2 separate regions of the Canis lupus genome follow, and region 2 is linked to region 1. A link is a contact called in public Hi-C data. All regions are on one chromosome and are shown on one strand. The core of a region is the stretch at or near the end of the contact, and the rest is flanking DNA. Distances in the headings are between cores, read along the strand shown. Region 1 holds the start of FRMPD1 (FERM and PDZ domain-containing protein 1). Region 2 holds the start of TRMT10B (tRNA methyltransferase 10 homolog B).

Region 1 (6,318 bases), core at 965-3,464:
ATCACCAGTCTGTTGTCTGTGTTTATCAGTCTGTTTCTGAAGATTCCACATATAAGTGGAATCATATGATATTTATCTTTCTCTGACTTATTTTACACAGCATGATAGCCTATAGGTCCATCCATGTTGTTGCAAATGGGAAGATTTTTATATCTAAGTAATATTCCTCTGTATATACACACCACATCTTCTTTGTCCGTTTATGGATAGACCCTTAGGTTGAACTGCACACTTTAAATGGGTCAACTGTATACCCATTATATCTTCTTTTAAAAAGCGGTAAGTTGGCTCAGCAGTTTAGCGCTGCCTTCAGTCCAGGGTTTGATCCTGGAAACCCAGGATCAAGTCCCACGTCATGCTCCCTGCATGGAGCCTGCTTCTCCCTCTGCCTGTGTCTCTGCCTCTCTCTCTCTCTGTGTGTCTCTCATGAATAAATAAATAAAATATTTTATTTTTTTAAATTTTATTTACTTATGATAGTCACACACACACAGAGAGAGAGAGAGAGAGAGAGAGGCAGAGACATAGGCAGAGGGAGAAGCAGGCTCCATGCAACGGGAGCCCGACGTGGGATTCGATCCCGGGTCTCCAGGATCGCGCCCTGGGCCAAAGGCAGGCGCTAAACCGCTGCGCCACCCAGGGATCCCCAATATTTTAAAAAATAAAATAAAAAGTGGTAATGTGAAACAGTATTCTCTATTTTTTTTTCTAAGAAAACTAATTCATATCAGATACAAAGGTCACTGAAAAGAAGCAAATGTTTTACTGGCAGCTAAGTCAACAAAAAAGGTAAGAAGAGAAAAATAAGTTGGGAGTTGCAAAAAAAAAAAAAAAAAGCTGAAGATTTGGGTTTCTGTTCAGCAGGGCTCCCTCTCCTGGGGAAACAAGGTAATACCATAGTCAGTGATGGGGTACCAAGCTTCAGTGAGCTCTGGCCTAGGCCCAACAGGAGCCTTCTACAGGATGACCTCGGTATGGCCTTTATTTATTTGAATCACTTCTGCCTCTCCACCAGACATATTCGCAAAACACAACAAGGTGCAATGAAAAGAAAGGTGAAGTGAGAATTGGGGGGTGGGGTGCAAATCACTTCTGAGATTCCTATCAGCAAAGCTAGAGACGTGACCTACAGAGGTGCACCCAGCTCTAATATCTAGTGTGCCTTTAGCGCTGACATTTTGTGTTAAGACCCTCTGAAAGGTGAGTTCTCATTTGCAAGCGGGATATACAGCACCTTAAGCCTCGTCTCCCCTCAAAGCACTACTGTCAAGACCAGACAACGCAAAAATATGCTTCGGCCAAACGTAAATTCAAATAAACCTTCAGGTATTATTATTATTAACCATATAGACTCATACCCTTTCCTTCTCATTTCTTCCAAAAAAAAAAAAAGAAAGAAAGAAAAAAAGCAATTATTTACCTCACCCTCTGTACAAATAAGCAATATTTTTTTTTGTATCTCAGAGGTCAGCACTGAAGGAAGGAAACGTGGTATTAAGAACTGTGGATTCTAGAGCAAGATCGTTCACTGGATCTCTGAGTGACCTTGAGCCAGCCATTTCTCCATTCGAGCTCCCCGTTTCTGTCGGCAAAACGGGAGCTGCTGCGAGGCGGAGGTAGTAACCCTCGAGGCTCTTTCCATTCAAACGCTCTTAAGGCAGGGCGAGGCGGGACTACCCTCGCAGCCCGAGCCGCCGCAGGCACTTCTGTACCCGGACCCCGACCCGCAGACCCCCAGCTGCGCCTGCGCCCGCTCTCCTCGACACACATGTCCTACCCCCCCCGCGACCGCTCAGCTCGCGGGCCGCCACAGAACCCCAGGACCAGAGTCGGGCGGGCCAAGTCCGCGAGCTCCCCGCGGGTCTCGCGGCCGCAGCCCGGGAAGGACACTCACTGACTCGCAGCAGGGCCACGTAGATAAGAAAGTTCCGTATGGACGAGATCACATCCTCGCGCATCTTCCGTTTCATCTCCTCCGGGTCCAGCTTCGGCGCAAGGCCCTCGATGCGGAACATCACGGCTCTGCTTCTCAGCCTTGCGGCGGCCACGCTCTGCTCTCCTCAGAGGCTGCCGGGCGCCCGGAACTCGGCCCCACCCCATTTCCTGTTCCCGCCCCTCGTGTTCGCGCGCGGCGACGGGGGCCTGCGAGGGACAATCCTCTTCCTGCCTGAGAGGTTCTGCAGGGAGCTGCCTGAAGAGGGCGGTCGTAGTCTCTCAGTCACGCGCGACGCCGGGTCCTCCGGGCTGTGCAGTAACCTGTGTCCTGAGCCGGGCGCTGTACGCCGCAGAGTGCTTTTACACCTCCGAGCGGGCGGTGCCCGAAGACACCGCCGTACTTCATAATAGCTACGGTTCTACGCCGTGAGTTAGGTATCAAAACCTCCATTTCCTGGGTGAGAAAATTGAAGCACAGACAGCTTTAAAACAACTTGCCCAAATATACTTTAAAATACCTTGGCGGGGGGGGGGGGGGGGAGTGTTGAGGAAGGGAGAGGAAAGGATATTAGAAAAATGTTGAAAATTGGGATCCCTGGGTGGCGCAGCGGTTTGGCGCCTGCCTTTGGCCCAGGGCGCGATCCTGGAGACCCCGGATCGAATCCCACGTCAGGCTCCCGGTGCATGGAGCCTGCTTCTCCCTCTGCCTATGTCTCTGCCTCTCTCTTTCTCTCTCTGTGTGACTATCATAAATAAATAAAAATTAAAAAAAAAAAAGAAAAATGTTGAAAATCAATTAGAATGATTAACATAGCATTTTAATTAGTCTATTTTGAGCATGTTTGAAAAATTTCCTGAGAAGTTAAAACAAAAGATGAAGATGATGAAACTTGCTTTACATTACACAGCTAGTAAATGCAATAGGTTTTTAAAAATGTTATTGTCAGCCTCATTTTATTATATATAGAAATTTGTTTGTTTATTTAAAGTAAGCCCTATGCCCCAGCTGGGGCTTGAACTCAGGACCCTGAGATCAAAAGTCCCATGCTATACTGACAGAGCCAGCTAGGCACCCCTGCAGTAGGGTTTTATATTTACGTTTGTAGGACTCAGACATAAAAGTTTTTAACTCCATATTATCGTTATATTCTCATTTCTGGTGTTAATTGTTCCTGATAGATTATCATATTGGCCCAGTAATACAGTATATATAAAACAAGTTCAGGTCCTTTCAACATTTCACAGACGAGGAGGGGGAGCTGAGAAACCAAGTGCACTGCTTAGAGTCATTCTGCTAGTGATGGGTAGTGATGGGTTTTTTTTGAGATTTTATCCATTTATTTGTGAAAGACAGAGAGAGAGAGAGAGAGAGAGAGAGGCAGAGACATAGGCAGAGGGAGAGGCGGGCTCCCTATGGGGAGCTGGATGTGAGACTCCATCCCAGGCCCCAGGGATCATGACCTGAGCCAAAGGCAGAAGCTCAACCACTGAGCCACCCAGGTGCCCAGGGGCAGGGTTCTAATGCAGATAATTATAATGTCAAGTTGCACTCTCTTTCCCCTGCACCCCACTGCTCCTCTCTTAATCTTTAACCAGTAGTGCCTGCCTGGATAGCCAAGACTGGAGTCAGGAGGTAGAGGTTTAGTGCAATCAGATTCCCTGTCACAGAGTCATCAAAAGAGTGCAGCCCCCAATTTTGCAGGCCAACTAGCCATATATAATTTTTAAAAGATTATTTATTTATTCATTCATGGGAGACACAGAGAGAGAGAGAGGCAGAGACAGGCAGAGGGAGAAACAGGCTCCCTGCAGGGTGCTCGATCAGGACTTGATCCCAGAACCCCAGGATCATGACCTGAGCCAAAGGTGTCTAGACGCTTAACCGCTGAGCCACCCAAGTGCCCAGCCATTTATAATTTTTAGACACAAACCAGATGATTGAATTGCTCACATAATTCAAAACCAGAATATATCTGGGATGCTTGAGTGGCTCAGTCTGTCAAGCGTCCAACTGTTGATTTCAACTCAGATCATGATTTCAGGGTTGTGAGATTGAGCCCCACCTTGAGCTCTGAGCTGGGCATGGAGCCTGCTTGGGATTCTCACTCTCCCTCCCTCCGCCAGCTGCCCTCTCTAAAAAACAAACAAACAAACAAACAAAAAGAGAATGTGCCTTCCTGACTGCACATTGCACAACATTGGTTTTGGATAAATTAGAACATTAATTTACTGCAGTAACTGGTAACTAAAGCAATGCTGCCCACTTTCCTGATTGATAGAATGTAAGACATTGGGGCAAGAAAGAGAACTCCTCTACATATTCGGGCTTTAGTAACCTCTCCTATCCCTAACTCATGTAGGGGAATAGCAGAGGCAGCTCTGGAATGGAAGGGGCTGCTCCCAAGGAGCAGCCACTATCCAACACTTTGAGAGTGTATAGAAAGCCTGCACTGACCCTGGAAAGCAGCAGGGGCTGTGGAAAGAAACTGGACAGGAAGACTGGAGATACAGCCTCTAGATTTGGCACTGCCACCATCAAGCCATGTGATGAGGGACAAGTCTCTGTTTCAATGCAATTCCATTTCTTTAGTTGTAAAAGGAGAAGATATGATTAAATGCTCTTGAGAGTCCTGTTCAGTTCTAACAATCTAAGCATTTTTATTTCTAATTGCATCATCTAGGGCATTCTGGTCTGGAGTGTATGGGAATCAAAATATTATCAAATGTGGTCTGGCATCAAGGCAGCCAGGAAGAAGAATGCAGTAGGAAGAATGTAACAAGAAGGCATATCTCATCCATCTAAATAGTGAGGCAAAATGAGTTGGCAAAATGAGTTGGCAAATCTTTCTGCTGGTGATGGGCAGACCTCATTCCTCAAGGAATGAGGACCAGTAACTGAGGTCCCTGATGCTGACTGAGTTTAGTTACACAGTTCTCATATAGAACTACCATTTTTTTTCTTTACTGAGATGTTTTTGAGTAACTTGCCTGGGTTCACAGGGATTCAAAGAGGGGAGAAATTAGCAAAAAGTCATGTATCTTGGTAAAAAGATCCACTTTTTAGCGTTTGAATTTTATTCATCCAATGCTATATGAAGCAGCACTTATTGACTGGACTGGTGATGTGGCAAATAGCTGACCTGTTAAAGGGCAACATTATTCTCATAACAATTCTCTTAGAGAGGTATGTGGTGCTTGGCAGCCTACCTGTAGGGAGACAGGAAGGTAGTGGAAAGAAATAAGGAGCAGTCGGTCTTGAGGTGAGGAACTGGTTCTGGATACAGTTTAGGAGGGTGAACTGTTTCAAAAATGCCTGAACTCTGTCTTCCCCTTGCATGGCTCCTCCACTTGGAATGAAGAAAACTCATTAAAAGAGCTTAGGCTCCTCTTTTTTTGGGGAGGGGGGGGCACCCCTCCTTTTTTGGCCTGTGGGTGGCGGTATAGTCCACTGACCATTGGTTTACATGAGACAAATGGAGAGGACACAGGAGGAAGTTCGCATCGCATCGGAGTGGGCTATGCCACAGCTTGGACTCTTCATTTTTTTTCCCACATTGGAATGATGAGGGGGTTGGGCCTAATCTTTAATATCACTTGCAGCTCAAAAATGCTGAAATTATGTTCATCTTTCCTGTTCTTCCTTCATAATCTTGCTGAAAGGCTAAAAGCAAAGGATTCCCTATGATTTTGTTACGAAAGGTAAAAATGAAAACTATGCACACATAATTTCATATTGATACTTCTAGTCTGATCATAGAGGAAATGTTAGCTGATGTCATAGCCTATCTTCTTTTCCATTTTGATCACAAGAGGGATTTAGGAGCTATTTCCTTTGCCTCGACTTCCCAGACACACAATTGTTTGGTGTATCCAATTTACCCGTAAGAAAATTAAGCATTTCAATTCCATCATTGGGGAGGAATTTGTATTTACAGGGTCAGAGATTTATGGATGATTCATGTTTGGGGAATAATTTGGACATATATTCACAGAAACCTTGTGGTTTCTAATGTATAGGGAGCTATAGGCTTTGGGTATTGCACAGTTCAACCCTTCATTTGATAGAGGAGGAGACTGAGGCCTAGAAGGAGTCTAGAGGTAGAGCTAGTGTAAACTCAGGTAGGTCTCTGGGCTTCCAGTTCAGCACTTTCCCCCACTACTTTGCAGATTTAAATACTTTGAGAGGATCATCTGAGGGGATGATCCTCCCCTCAGAGGTAAGGATTGGAAGAATGGGGTGTTGTTCAACCTCAGTTTGAGAGGGACAGGAGAAAGGGTGGTTGCCATTCATCAAGAGGGTGATGGCAGTCCTTCTTTCCATGTTTCCACCCCCATCAGTAGTAGTTAATCTGGACCATGTTACTAGACAGCTCCATATATCTT
Region 2 (6,318 bases), core at 1,210-3,709, 150 kb after region 1:
AAATCCCTCATTGTTGAGAGGCTAAAATGAAGGGTGGGGTGGGGGTGGTCCTGTTTAGCACTTTGAGATACATAGGCCCCTAGATGAAATACGTAGAATGTGATGCAGTGCAAGAGTCGTGTTTAATGACTAAGAAACTAGCAGACATTTGCACTTCTCTATCCTTTTCCCACTCACCATCACATTGGCTGATCTATTTCTTTATAAAAACATTTGTTACACCCATCACAGGTGATGCCTGATGCAGGATTACAGATGTAAATAATTGGATGAGAATCCTGTCTTCAAGAGCTCCTAGTCTAAGAGATAGGATGACATGTAAAGGTAGAGACCTATAATATAAGGCACTGTCGGCTCAGGACAATGAAAGAGGACATATAAGATGCTGTGAGAGCTCAAAGAAGAGAAGTCATTTTGGAGTTGTGGACAGAGTAGTGATTGTGGAAGTCTTCCTGTAGGAGGCAGCATTAATGAGAACTACTATGTCAAGAAGTATTTATGGAGTAGCTACTGAGTATCCTGTCCTGGACTTGGCAGATAGGAGGGTAAGTTTGGGATGTGTTAAGAAAGGAGAAAAATCACTCATTTGGTGATTCTATCATCAAACCATGCAGTGACATTGGGAACCAAACCATCAACATGATAGATGTTCCCTCAGGAACTTAAAATTAGTAGGAAAGACACAGGAAAAAAAAAAGATTACTGACAGGTGATATACAGAAACAAAGAGTGCCAAGATGTTGATAGGATGAGCCAATCTTACCTGGGTGATCAGTGAAGACCTCTCTGAAGATGGAAGGTTTAAGCTGAAGCCTAAAGGACAAGAAGGAGCCAGCCATAGAAAAAGTGAGAGGAAAGGGAACAGTACGTGCAAATCTTTGGTATACTTGAAGCATTTCAAGAAGCCAGGTGTGACTGGACCACAGCAAGCCAGAGGAAGAGTGATAGATGAGATTGGTGGAGCAGTCAGGAACCAGTCCAGGAAGGCTTTGGGAAAGTTAGACTTTATATCCAAGTACAGTGGGAAGCCACTAGGATTTGGAACAGAGGAGACACAATCATCTGGAAAACAGATGTCCACTGCGTGGTGGGATTTGGGGGGTGGCGGTGAAGGGTGGAAGGGGCAAGAAGAGATACAAGAGCAGTGGCAGGGAGTGCAAAGTGCAGGGACCAGTAGGTGTGATGGGAGCCACTGAAGACCATCTGAGCCACTTCCCAAGCCCAGCTGAGTGAAATCCAGGACCAGCTTCTGAGCAGAGAAGAGGTGTTATAGCTGGGTTTTAGGAAAAGCCTTCTGGGAGATAAAGAATGTTTACTTTTAGCATTTAAAAATTGCTGTAGGGGCAGCCCAGGTGGCTCAGCGGTTTAGCGCTACCTTCAGCCCAGGGCCTGATCCTTGAGATCCGGAATCAAGTTCCGCGTCAGGCTCCCTGCATGGAGCCTGCTTCTCCCTCTGCCTGTCTCTGCCCTCCCCACCCCCCGCCCCTCTCTCTCTCTCTGTGTCTCTCATAAATAAATAAATAAAATCTTAAAAAAATAAAAAAAAAATAAAATTGCTGTAGTAGCCAATAAAGGATGAACTGAAGGCTTAGGGACAGGGTGGAGGTGTTGGAGGAGCTGTGGGAAGAAAGTCCAGAGAGGGAAACAGTGTGGGGTCAAGGAGGAATCCAACAGGGCTGTAGTATCTTTGGCAGGAGATATTTCCAGCTCATTCATGCTAGGGTCTCTCTGAAAGGGTGAGACCCCTGGGAATAAGGGGAAGAGTGAAGAGTGGCTGATAATTTTTATCAGACCAAGGCTTGGACAAGTCTCTTCATGTCTCTGAGCCTCACTTTCCCCATGGATCTCTGAGGTGAATTGAGTAAGGGAGAATGGCCAGAGGCTAGACTCATTAGTTAAGGCCCCAAACTGGGATATTTCTGTTCTCTGCCTGAACAGCCAGGTGGTGGTAAGGGCCGCTGTGTACTCAGGGAAGGCTGTGTCAGCTGGTGGGTTCTGTGGCTTGTAGAGGAGCCCAGGGGAGGGCAAGGCCCCCAGGCTTGAAATGAAAGGTGACTCAAGACTGGTTTCAAAAAAAAAAAGGGGGGGGGGAGTGGTTTCAGGGAACATCTGGTTGAGCATCTGCCTTTGGCTCAGGGTGTGAAGGGAGGGTCCTGGGATTGAGTCCAGCATCCGGCTCTCCAGAGGGAGCCTGCTTCTCCCTCTGCCTGTGTCTCTGCCTCTATGTGTCTCTCGTGAATCAAATAAAATCTTAAAAAAAAAAAAAAAAAAGACTGGTTGCAGCCCACTTTCCCAATTGCCCAGTTCTTGACAGCCCTCAAAACCCCTGGTTACTGCCGCTACCCTGTGAGGTCTGTGAGCGGCTGGGATTGTAATCTCCATCTCACAGCCGGGAAACAGGCTCAGACAGGCGAGGCAATCAATATCTGCGTAAACCATAGGCAACACCCTAGTGTCAGCGCGGGTGGACTGGTGGACTGGAGCTAGATGCCAGGGTGAGAACTACAACTACCAGAATGCCATTCGGAGAGGGGGCAGGAACCGGAAGTGAGGCCGGAGGCGGGGCTTGACGTGCGCCGCGGAGGCTGCGTGAGGTGAGGGGTTCAGGTACGCCAGGGGCTCGTTGCGGGGCGGGCCTGGGGCTGGAGGGGTCTGGTTTGGGACTGCCACCTCGTGCGTGGGCGGCACAGTCACCGGGAAGGTCCTCTCGACAGTCTTGTGGCCTCGTGTCCTCCACCTTCTTGGTGCTTTCCCTTGCCGCCTCCCCTCACACTAGCAGCCTGTAGGAGAGGCGGGGCCCACAGGTGGGGTACTCTCGGGTCGGGGGTCTGGGTGCTCTAGTGCTGAAGGTGCCAGAGGACTGGAGCCAGCTTCCGTGAACTAAATTTTAGAAAATGAGAAAAGCGTGCAAACAGAGGCTGGCCCATCACTTAGCGTCCAGGGATATGCTCATCAGGTGGGACTTGGGTGAGGAAAGATCTGAGGCCAACTCAGAGATGGGGAGTGGGGTGGGGAATTGATCAAGTCAGCAAGTATTTATTGAGCGTCTGTTATGTACCAAGCCTTTTTGTAGGCATACAGGGTAGTGGACAAGGCAAACAGAACATCTGCTTACATGATAGACATGGAGAAATTCAGATAAAAAGTAAGTAAAACATGTCAGATAATGAAAATCAGAATAAAATGAGGCAGGTAGTCATATAGTTATCTAGGGGAAGAGCACTGGAGGTAGAAATGAGAGCAAGTGCACAGCCCTGAGGTGAGACTATCCTTGGTATGTTAGGAGCAGCAATTAGACCAGAAAGTGCAGAGGACACTTGATTGGGGGCGGGGGGGGGGGGGGGGGGGGGGGAGGCAGACCTTAATGATCAGTATAGGCCATTGTAAGGATTTCAGTTATGTATATAAGTGAAATGGAAAACACTGCATAATTGTGAGCAGAAGGGTAACATAATTATCAAACATTTAAGATGATGCTTTTCATTCTGCAAGGCTCAGTACTGGTCACTGAGTGTGTGCACCTGAATTCTTTATCGTCTCTTCCCTGGAAGAGCTTATAATGTAGTGGGGAAACAGACCATCCATGATGCAAGGCTGAGTCAGATAATTGGAGCCCTGTGAAGGCAGAATGGACATCATTCTCAAATCCTCAGCATGCACTGTTATGTTGGGTGCTTATTAACTGTTACAGGATTAGTAACTAATTGAGAAACTCCAATACTCAGTACTGGACTGTAACAGAGGCTCAGAAAACATCTTTTTTCTTTTTTGTAAGATTTATTTATTTGTTTTAGAGAAAGAAAGAGCGAGAGCATGGGAGAGGGGCAGAGGAAGAGAATCTCCAGTAGACTCCAAGTGGAATGCCACGCCTGACACGGGGCCCAATCCCATGACCCTAAGACCATGACCTGAGCTGAAATCAAGAGTCGGATGCTCAACCGACTGATTCCCCCAGGCGACGCCAGAAAACACCTTTTTTTTTTTTTTTTAAAAGATTGTATTTATTTATTCATGAGGGACAGAGACATAGGCAGGGGGGGAAGCAGGCTCCTCGCAGGGAGGCCTATGCAGGACTCAATCCGGGACCCCAGGATCACGCCCTGAGCCAAAGACAGACGTTCAACCACTGAGCTGCCCAGGTGACCCCAGAAAACACTTTTTAATGAAAAAATGAAATGCTAAAACTGGCCATAGATAACATCTCACACAGATGATATCTGTGATGTCCAATTTCACATTTGTTTTCTGAGGATCAATAGGTAGCAAGCTTCTAGTTAATATTTACTGAGCTTCCATTTTGTGCCAGACCTTGTGCTGGCCTCTAAAGATACAAAGATGAAGAAGATGTGGTCCCTGCCCAATCTGCTATATTGCAGACTCTTCCGGTAGTGATTGGAATTGCCTTCATTGGATTTTCTTTTCTTTTTTTTTTTTTTTTAAAGATTTTATTTATTTATTCATGATAGTCACAGAGAGAGAGAGAGAGAGAGAGAGGCAGAGACACAGGCAGAGGGAGAAGCAGGCTCCATGCAGGGAGCCCGACGTGGGATTCGATCCTGGGTCTCCAGGATCGCGCCCTGGGCCAAAGGCAGGCGCCAAACCGCTGCGCCACCCAGGGATCCCTGGATTTTCAATATTGCTGTATCCCAGTTTCCTGAGAAACATCCTTAGGGACTATAGGAAGTTGAAGAGGTCTGAGATACAAGGAGGGGAATAGGAAGGAGGAAATGGGGATGGTAATGGTAAAATGCAGTTTCGTTTAACAACATTTATTCAAACACTGCTGTTTGCAAGGTTCTGTACTGTGAGTTGTTAGTGTTTATGTAAATATAAGTACACAGTCCCTCCTGCAAAGGAATTCAGTTTGGTGGGAGAGAAAACATGAGCATAGACTTTCCAGTTTTCTAAACAACAGTGGAAAACTCTACAGCCCCTCCAGCTACTCCAACACGGCTCTCTTTTCTCCTTCCAAGCCAGACTTTTTGAATGAGCTATCTACATCCATTGCCTACCAGCCATTCCCCAAAAGGCTCTGGCAAAGAGGAGGAGCTCAATGAATATTTATTGACTGAATGAATGGATAAACAGATAAAGATACAAGATGCTGTGGAGTTCAGAGAAGGGAAAGCACTTGGCTGTTAACAAACTGGCATTCATTTAACAAATTGATGTGTTTTCTCACCTTGATAACAATGAGGTTGTTAGGTATTGGACCAGTTTATCCTAAAGTTTTCATTTGTCATTTTTTTGAATGCCTAAATGTAGAATGCAGATGATGACTCTGATGATTTGTCCAAATAAGATTTGTCCAGTCATCTAAAGGAATGGTCATAACAGGTCTGGCTGTCTTTTCTTAAAAAAGGTATTTATAATCAACATCGCTGTTCATATGTGAACACTGCAGCACTTTGGAAATGTCTAAGAATACTTGGTATTTTCCACATTTCTCTAGAAATAATATGCAGTACTAAATGTTATGTATGCCATAAATTCATAGTGATGCAGTCAATGGTATAACTAAATACATTAAAATTTGTACTGAGTATTAAAGGATTTCTAAGCAAAAGTAAACGTTAGCTTATACAAGAAAATGAACGCAAATTTCTAATCTTTAGTTTTGAAAATCTAGAATGTAATTTACTTGGCCATCTTCAGGAATATATCTGGTGGTCATATGTTGTTCACATGATATGTGATGAAAACCCAAAACTTCTCAGAAGCTTACCTTTTTAGAAAAACTAATAGAATAACACCAATTGGGGTTTGAACAGCCTGTATTTCATGTATAGTTGTTCCATGTCAGGTAAATGAATGTGTAGTTCTTGCACCAGTCCTGGCATGTAGTGTTATCCCATCTCATAGAATCGGTGACAAAGAGTTAAGTGTTTTAGCTATTACCCCACTACTCACATGTAGGAAGCTGAGAAGCATGGCTAAATCCTAAGACTGCTGTTTCCACTACAATAACTTGTGATGTCTAAATGAAAAACAAAACTAATATTTGGCCTGATTTTGAGCATTTGATGGAGTACAAGAAAAAATGAGCTCTACACTAGAAATGATTGCTAGGAACAGGAACTGCAGTCAAAACATTAGAGAACAGGGGCATCTAGATGACTGTCGGTGAAGTGTCCAAGTCTGGTTTTGGTTCAGGTCATGATCTCAGGGTGGTGAGATCAAGCTCTGATCCTTCAGTCAGGCTCTGAGCTCAGTGGAAAATCTCTACCTCTCACTCTGCCCCTCCCCCTGCATGTAAGCTGCATGTGTACATGTGCTCCTGAGCTCTCTCTCAAATAAAATAAATACAAAAAAACATTA

The links. Hi-C and Micro-C count contacts between places; a contact is called where the count stands out from the background.
Region 2: a Hi-C map of blood shows a contact between it and region 1, with 2.7 times the contacts expected there. The contact joins the promoter of TRMT10B here to the promoter of FRMPD1 in region 1. A contact is called at or near these places in 3 of 9 Hi-C or Micro-C datasets (amygdala and blood).

What each region holds. Positions count from the first base shown.
Region 1 is chr11:54,232,621-54,238,938 of UU_Cfam_GSD_1.0, forward strand. It overlaps FRMPD1 (FERM and PDZ domain-containing protein 1), which reads left to right and starts at 2,215. Exons shown (of 22, transcript XM_038552855.1): 1 at 2,215-2,370. It overlaps TOMM5 (mitochondrial import receptor subunit TOM5 homolog), which reads right to left and starts at 2,096. Exons shown (of 2, transcript XM_038552875.1): 1 at 1,895-2,096. The coding sequence starts at 2,015.
Region 2 is chr11:54,386,959-54,393,276 of UU_Cfam_GSD_1.0, forward strand. TRMT10B (tRNA methyltransferase 10 homolog B) reads left to right here and starts at 2,460. Exons shown (of 9, transcript XM_038552870.1): 1 at 2,460-2,607.